Regions from separate parts of the Zea mays genome. Here region 2 is linked to region 1. A link is a contact called in public Hi-C data. All regions are on one chromosome and are shown on one strand. The core of a region is the stretch at or near the end of the contact, and the rest is flanking DNA. Distances in the headings are between cores, read along the strand shown.

Region 1 (4,575 bases), core at 1,398-3,897:
CCGGTCACATATCGCCGCGTCAAGCAGTTGTTTTCCTGGCCTGGTCTCAAGAAAACAGTAAAGGACTATGTGGCCTCATGCTCCGTTTGCCAGCAGGCCAAGTCAGATAGAGCCAAGTATCCTGGCCTTCTCCAACCCTTACCAGTACCAGAACACGCCTGGCAGGTAGTTTCCTTGGATTTCATTGAGGGTCTTCCGCGTTCTGGTAATGCTGATTGTATTCTAGTGGTGGTGGATACCTTCAGTAAATATGCCCACTTTATTGGCTTGCTCCATCCGTTCACAGCTCTTAAAGTGGCACAAATCTTCATCGCTCACGTGTACAAATTGCACGGGTTGCCCAAGGCGCTTGTGTCAGACAGAGACATGATTTTTACAAGTACTCTCTGGCAGGAACTGTTTCGCCTTTCAGACACACAACTCCAAATGAGCACAGCATATCATCCTCAAAGTGATGGACAAACCGAGAGGGTCAACCAATGTCTTGAAACATTTCTCCGCAGTTTTGTTCATTCCTGTCCGAACAAGTGGAGCGCCTGGTTACCACAGGCTGAATTCTGGTACAATACCTGCCCTCATTCTTCCTTGGGCATGTCTCCATTTGAGGTACTGTATGGGCGGGCGCCTCGTCACCTGGGAATACTTCCTGCAGATGCGATCACCAGCTCTGACCTGTCCGAATGGCTGTCCCAACGCGAGGTAATCCTACGCGTCATCAAGCACAACGTGTTGAGGGCCAAGCAACGCATGAAACATCAAGCTGACAAGGGCCGTTCAGAGCGAGAATTTGCAATGGGCGACCTCGTGTTCGTCAAGCTACAGCCGTATGTGCAAGGATCGGTTGCGCCTCGTGCTTGCCATAAACTTAGCTTCAAGTTCTTTGGTCCCTTTGAGATCCTGCAGCGTGTGGGTCCAGTCGCTTATAAGCTGAAGCTCCCAGAAGATTCAAATATCCATCCTGTATTCCATGTTTCTCAATTGAAAAAGTACATCAGTCCTTCAACACCAGTTAGTGCTCATGTCCCTACAACAGACCTGGCTCTGCAATTTCCAGCGTAGATTCTAGACCGTCGCTCTGTCTCTAGAGGGTGATCATCAGTGGCACAGGTGCTGGTTCGTTGGTCTGGCATGGACACATCTCTGGCGTCCTGGGAAGATGAAGCCCCGCTGAGGATGAAGTTTCCGGCCGCGGCCGCTTGGGGGCAAGCGTCGTTTCAAGGAGGGGGGATGTCAGCCCCCGTACTCAGGATACCAGTGAGCACGAGCAAGACATGCAGAAGGGGCGAGCGCCAAGGGAGATGGGCCGCCGCGCCAGGAGGCCCAGCGTTCGCTTTGCCGGCCCATAGTGGCGTAGTTAACTGTAGCGTTCTTATATGCTATAAGGGGAGAGAGTTAGAACTTGTCATGTAAGAAAACATCTATCTGAATACCCTAATCTATCTCGGGAGAACGTTCCCAATTCCTCCGTATCCCTCTCTTCCTCTTCTCCAGTTCGTGTGCGTATCCCTGTTAGCAGACTGGTTGCTAACACACCACCTCAAGCAACAAAATAGCTGACCATCTGTTGAGAAAAAAAGAAAAAAAAACAGCGTGATCGATGCAGAAGTCGGTGAGCAGCTTGAGATGCATCGGATCAAGTAGCTAGCAGGTGAGGGGAGGAATGAATGAAGAATCACCTCAGGCGACACATCACATTCATTCATTGTGGTTCACTCCGATCGATTCCACACTCGACAGAGCCCTCCAGAAGCGGGTCGGGGCCAGCTCCTGAGGAAGAAGACGACTTCGTGGTCGCGGGTCTGGTCGGTCTTGCCCGAGCGCCATGAGGAGGAAGACGGAGAATCAGCCCGCTAGCTTTCGCCCACCCTGCAGAGAATACGCGGAATGGGCGTTGGCGGAGCAGATGACGGGGAAAGCCGGAGGCGCGTGGTTCTGGTGGCACCAGGCAAAGGATGCGCTGCCGCCTGCCGGCAGTGGAGGAGGACGCGATTAATTGGTTCGGATCGAGGCGGGGAAGCGCCGGGCGAGGATTTGAAGTGTCAGCATGTGGGCCCAAGAACGCTTGTATTTTAGCGAGGCAAAGTGGACCTTCCATCGGGGGCCTCGGGCCGTGAACTCCTGCCGGCCCAAGACCGACGGAACCGACACGAATTTGTGCGCTTGCTGCTAGTATTCGATGTATCTGCGGACTGATCGAGAAAGCAACAATGATCATAAACTTGTGCAGACGGGACAACCCAGGGTTTATTTGGTAGCGAGGTTTATCTAGATCTTGTTTGAGAGGAAGGATAAAAGGGGTAAAATCTTTTTACTATTCAATTGTGAATACTTTATCTGTTTCTTTTTAGTTGTCGCTGGATACTTCAATTTTGTACTATCCGACGACAACTAAAATAAAACAAAGAGAGTATATAGTAAGAACATTTAGCCTCTCTCACGTCCTCTAGCTCCCAAACAAGTCCTAGAGATGTTTGGGACCGCTCCACTCCACCAAGACCTGCTCAACCAATTCAATCATAGAGTAGCTCTATTCTAGAGTTTTATAATATTTTGATGTGTTTGGCTTTTAATCTAGTTCCGGTTTTAGGATGACTCTATTACGCGCACCGCCTGCCAAGCGGTGCTTCTTCCACACTGGCAGGCTACCATGGCCACGATTCCTTTCCCCAGGCCAGGTGTGTGTTGTTGATGGTAGCCCACCTGTTCTTGAGCGATTCCTTTCCACCATGGTTGCCTATTCACCTACACTCTACCTTCTTGCAACCAATAATTAATCATGTACATACGTGCTATAACTATATACACACACTATATCACAACACCAAATTAGTGTCTGATGACCGTCGCTATAAATAGAGAATTAGCATCAAATTGTTAGTCGGTATACATTGCCACAGATGGTGAGTCGGCATATGTCTATATTCCAACTGAGTGTTAGTCGTTATATTTATATGTGAATAGTGTCACTTTGTCAGTCGGCAATTCATACCTATAGCATCTCACTGTCAGTCACCAAAAAAACATGTGCAGCGCGCAAATTAGTTGCTGGCCCAAATACCAGCCGCGTCGCCGCAGCCCAAAACCCTATCTCCCTTCCAGTAATTCCAGCCGCCGCGCGCCACCCAAAAATTGATGCCGCCGCCGCCAATCGCCGTCCACAGTCGCGCGCCCTAGCCGGCCGGCCGCAACCGCCGTCCCAGCCGCGCGGCCAAGCAGGCCGGCCGCCAAACCGTCATCCCTAGCCGCGCTCCCAAGCCGGCCGGCCCCCAACGTCGTCCCCAGCCGCGCGCCCAACCCTTCAGAAGCCGGGCCGGCCTCCGGCTTGGCATCGCCTCCGTCCGCCGCGCTCTCACCTCCATCCCCATCCCCTCCCCATCCTCCTCTGACTCCTCCGACGACGGCTCCTCCGGCTCCCGCCGCCGCGGCCACCACGACGCCCACGCCACCACCGCCTCCTCATCCACCTCCGTATCCGATGCCGCTGCCCACCCGTCGCCACCAGCCCCCGCCTACGACGTCACCAAGTCCATGCTTTGCTCCCAGTATGCCGCGCAGACGCCCAAGCGGAGCCAGCAGCTGGAGATCGAGGTCGCGGCGGAGAAACCGCGCCGCCTCATCACGGCCGACAGCGGCGGCAGAGGCGATGCCAAGCCGGAGGCCACCCCGGCTTCTGAAGGGTTCGGTAGAGGGGACAAGGGGCCCAGGTTCGCTGACCTCGGCGGGATGGAGGCGGTGATCGAGGAACTCATGATGGAGGTGGTCATGCCCATGTGCCATCCGGAGATACCGCATCGCCTTGGCGTTAGGCCTATCGCGGGGCTACTGCTGCACGGACTGCCCGGCTGTGGAAAGACCACCCTTGCCCATGCCATTGATAATGTGACTGGCGTGCTGTTCTACAAGATCTCTGCACCGGAAGTCGTATCTGGGGTGTCTGGTATGTTCTCTGATTCCTGGCATCATAATAATCGGGGATAAAGCATGCTTTGCTCGTATAAGAGTATCTGGACAAACGAGTTTAGGCTGCTAGTGACATGTAAAGGTTTTGGAGACATTCTAACAACCTAGAGATTGGATCTTGCATAAGCATCAGAAACAATTTCTTGTTTGAGCTCAGTAGCTATAGGGCATCAATGAATTCTCTGGACCTAGTTTCATCACTGTTGTTTATGTATTTTTTGTTTGCAGATTGATGCCTTATAACTGCTTCAGCAACATCTTCTAGAGCTCTCTGGATACTAGATGGGATCTGATAGTGATGAGAAGGAGGGTCAGTATTCTTCTCTTCGTCAGTCGAAATGGAACTACGACCTGACTCAATCGACCTCCTGGTTTCTTGGTCTTCAGTATGAGATCTGTAGATTTCCATGAGACTTCCACCCAAGTTTAGATCAATATCTTCAGAGCATATCCCAGCGACATTGCTTTGTGCTTGCTTCAAGGGTTGTGTGTTGTTGGCCATCTCTTCTTCCATCAAAGTTCTAATACTTGACCTACCAGCATAAATCAATTCAACCCTGTGGTCCTTTCCATTCTGAGAAAAAGAAACAATAAATTCAGTTTATATTGCTACAC
Region 2 (4,575 bases), core at 1,129-3,628, 220 kb after region 1:
CATGCATGCATGCACTGGTGTATTCGTATGCATGACAGGAGTAAATATATTATTTTCTTTTTGTCATCTCGTTCTCGTGTAGGGTCGTAAAGTATACAGTGTGATCTTATGATGCTATGTGCATTGTTCTCGAAGGAGAGAAGAGAGAAAAAAAATGATTCTCGGACCGACAATCTTTCGAATAATTAATTAAGTACAGCTAGAGCTAAGAGATCTGGGAACCCTGTTCAGTCTTGTCGATGGGACGTCGCAGCTAATTGATTCCTAGGTTTTTCCACCAAAGGAGTAATAAATAAATGCTCTAGGTACCAGACGTTTGTACACCTAGACACACATTATCCCCAAACACGTACGAGACTTTTCCTTAGCGGCACACATACACATTCGCTTCGCTGAGAGCATGAATTGACGTTCTAAACAATAAAACTAGTGTCGTCCGATCGATGGATCTGCACTAGCAGCTAGCTAGAAACATTCAATCTGTACTACTTTAATTGTAGTTAGCAGAACATCAATATATATACCAAGAGCTTGGTTAGTATTTGATGACCACCATCATATAATTCTTCACCACATGCTTTATAGAGCTGCAAGAAGCAAATATTTCTAGCTAGAAAGATTGGATAAAGAAAAAATAATAATTAAAATAAACTGTTGTGTAGCGCACGCTGAAAGCATAAAAACCAGTATATATATATATATATATATATATATATATATATATATATATATATATATATATATATATATATATATATATATATATATATATATATATATATATATATATAGCTAGCCCAAAACTAAATAGATGATTGTGCATTAACTTATACTGTGTGTATAAATAAATCGATCAAGCAAACAATACAATGTATATATATGTAGTAGATGCGTGCAGCATGTCCCAAACTCCTCCCAATATGTTAAAAAATACATAATATATATTTAGTACAATTGCATGCATATCGTCTCTCCATGCATTCAGAACGTGAACGAAAAAACAACTATTATTAATAAATAGGCCAGTTTACAATCCTAGCTTAATCCATAACTATATATATTTTCTATGACACAATTAATATGAGTAAAGATGAAAAGTAGAAAGGCAAGATTATTTGCAACAAAAAAAAAAGATACCTTGCTTGGAGTAGTAGTTCTATCAATGGATCCACACAACACGCTTCAGTGCGCAACGTAGCATAAGATAAGAACAAAATGTGCAGTTATGCATGCGCCGCGCCGAAGAATATATATAAGAAAGTGATAAACGAATTTGTCTATAATAGGATTGTGTATTTTGCTAGTTATTAAACGAACATATTTCTTTAAAATAATCAAAAAAAGTTGAACCAAATCTATAGCCAAACAGTGTAAATTAATATAATTTTATTTGCAAATATATATGTATGTATATGTATATGTGTGTGTGTAAAGGAAAAAAAAACAAACTAACGTTCTAGTAGTTTAAATGCATTGCTGATTGTTAGTTTTAGTTACCGCTAAAAACCAAGTCATTCATTCAAATAAGTCTTTTAGTCCTTCATATAAACTTCTTAACTTAGGTGTCCATTTATTTATGAGGTAAATTTTGCTTCTTTTTTTCAAATCAAATTTTTTGAGATTTGCATAATACATTCATGTTTAATTGTTGGATCTTATATCCTATCATCTAGCTAGAGCAATTTATTCCTTTTAGCCATAGTCCTCCCTATTCTCTCTACCACCCTACCTTTCCTTATCAATACAATTTATGCTCCTCTCATCAAAATTATACATCCATCGTCAATTTTCCAGCTTCTATACACACTCTTATTTGTAATTAACATCATTTAGTTTCACCACTCCATCGCTCTTCCATCTCCACTATCAGTATGTCTCCAAAAATCATCTCAACTACCAATATGTTTCCACTATCTGACTATGAGTAATTAACTCTCACACTGGCATTATATGGAGTAGGCACTCCAACTCAATCTTTTTTAGTGGTGGTTTAACTAGTCAGCATGACTCGGTATTGATATCGGCAAGTTGGAAGATATAGACAAATTCACAGCATAAGCCAGCTTCTATACACCCATGTTAATTTCAGTAGGATTCCCTATCCCACTTGTCTTTTTTGTAACCGTAGTTGTCAAATATGTCACCAAATGTTATTGCCAGCTAACCTAAGGGTGCTAGCAGACATTGCTTAGTCACCACAACTCGATCTTTATCTAGTGGTAGTCCAGCAAGCATGTTGCATTATTGATATCATAAAGCTTAGATACAGGTAAATCCTCATCATAAGTTAACTTTTTATACAACCTTATTAATTTTAGTAAGGCCAACACTTGCCTCTTCTCTATTAAACCCAATAGTCGGAAACTCCACCAACGGTCATTACAGCTAACCTTACGCTGGTGGGACAATTATTATTAAGCACCCCAATACCCGATCTTTCCTGGTGGCAGTCCAACTAACATGCCTCCCTGGTGATATTCTAAAGATAGCATATACAGGTAAATCCACACCATTAGTTAGCTTCTATACACTATTGATAATTTCAGTAATACTCTCTGCCCCACTTGCCTCTTCTATTTATCCCAACTAGTTATCATATACATCGCTAATGATCATTGCTAGCTAACTTGATGTTGGCGGAACATTAGTCTAAAGCGCACCAACCTAGTACTTCCTAGTGGTTGTTCACCTAACATGCTCCCAGGTTGATATCCTAAAGCTAGCAGATCCAAGTAAATTCACACATCATAAGCCAGCTTTCTACACATTCTTGTTAATTTCAGTAAGACTTCTTGTCCCACTCTCTTCTGTTAATCGAAACTAGCTGTCAGATACATAGCCAACAACCATTGCCAGCTAACATGACGTTGGAGGGTCATTAATTAAGCACCTCAACCGAATTTTTCCTAGTGGTAGTCCAGCTAACATGCCTTCTTGTTGATGTCATGAAGTTAATAACATATCCAGGTAAATCCATGTTGTATGCCTTAGATCTTGCAACTATATTTAATTTGGAAATCAAATTTTGATTCCGTTGTGAAAGCTTAGCAAGTAAGTTAGATGTAGCCATATGCCCATCGCCTACAGAAGCTTTATCAGGGATCCTCACATGAAGTCACCTAGCCTACATCTCCATCTATCCGTTATAGCCAGTGGATCGAGACGTAATTCAATTGTCATGGCAATACCATATACTAATTTCACTAAGACTCTTTTTCCCACTCATTTCTCTATTAATCCCAAAAGATACATTGCAAACAGTCATTGCCATATAATCTGACGTTGGTGGGGCATTAATTAAGTGCCCCGAATCTTATCTTTTTCGGTGGCATCCAGCTAACATGCCTTACTATTGATATGATAGAGCTAGCAGATCCAGGTAAATCTACGTCATGAGCCTTCAATTCTATGACTATATTTAATTCTCAAATCAAATTTTGATTCTTTCATTGAAACTCTGCAAGTATTAATTAAGTTATATCTAGCTACCCATCGCCTACGGGACGTTGATCAAGGGTTCTCACTCGAATTCGTCCAACCTACATGCATCTCCATCTCTACCTATTAAAGCCATTGGATCGATACGTAATTCAATATATTATACTTGGATGATATCTCCAGAAAACATTGTACGGGGTTCATTTGCGAGATTTTCCGCTTCTACTATCAATTAATAAATACACTAGTTAGTTGCCCATATGCATCGCTATAGTTTCTATATATCATATACGATTTCATAATTTATATAACACAAACCAACATGAGCTGCAGTTGTTAGAGGCAAGTGTTTTGTTCCTAGAGACCGTGGTTCGAATTCTAGTAGGTGCGCCTTTTTTGATATTCTGTTGAGCACACGCGTGGAGGACGAGGGGAGGAGTTGTGTCGAGCGGATGTACCAAGGGAGAAACTCCCGCTTTATATTAGTTAGTAGATAGATATATGGTGACTCATGTTGCTAGTATACTTGGTGCGCTACTGTTTGTGTGCAGCTAGCCAATATCAAAAGAAAAAAAACACCAGTAAAGCTAGCATGACAACAACCTCCATCTCTTTGAATGCTCCAAATAAAGCCCTCCCCCACACAGGGCACGGCACTTTCAATTGCTGGCGTGGACGGGGCCACCCCCCATCCCCCACCGCCGGTTAGCTAGGGTTACTCGCGGTTAACCAGCCTGTGGTTAATTAGTGTCGTCTAGGGTTAGGATTAGGGTTTGCTTTTCATCCTGCGTGGTAACGTGCCTCTTGCCTGCCGCTGCTCGATCGGTGAAATAAATAAATAAATAAATAAATGAATAAATAAAAGGAAAGATAGTGGGATGGGTGTGTGTGGGTGGATTGGGTGTGGCGCATCGGCTTCCGCGCCGTCGCTGTGCTGCTGTCGCTCGCTTTGCTTCGTGTGGGCGACCTGACTCCTGTGCCAGGGCCAGGCGGGGTCAGCTGTGCTGTGGCTGCATGTGGGCCCCGAGACGTAGCTTAGGGCATCCAGAGCGTATTGTTAAGGCCAGCGTCGTTTTCAGGGCTGGGACCCACGCTGAAATAATAAAAAAGAGGGAAAAACCCTCGCCACTTCGCCTC

What was found. A called contact is a pair of places that touch in the nucleus more often than the background predicts.
Region 2: a Hi-C map of tassel shows a contact between it and region 1, with 4 times the contacts expected there. The contact joins the promoter of LOC103641376 here to the promoter of LOC103642611 in region 1. A contact is called at or near these places in 5 of 25 Hi-C or Micro-C datasets (ear, endosperm, leaf and 1 more).

The regions. Positions count from the first base shown.
Region 1 is chr10:90,655,316-90,659,890 of Zm-B73-REFERENCE-NAM-5.0, forward strand. It overlaps LOC103642611 (cell division control protein 48 homolog C), which reads left to right and starts at 2,648. Exons shown (of 3, transcript XM_020545413.1): 1 at 2,648-2,675; 2 at 3,031-3,098; 3 at 3,175-3,978. The coding sequence starts at 2,648. The coding sequence ends at 3,978.
Region 2 is chr10:90,879,775-90,884,349 of Zm-B73-REFERENCE-NAM-5.0, forward strand. LOC103641376 (Embryonic flower 1-like protein) reads left to right here and starts at 2,379. Exons shown (of 5, transcript XM_008664727.3): 1 at 2,379-4,575.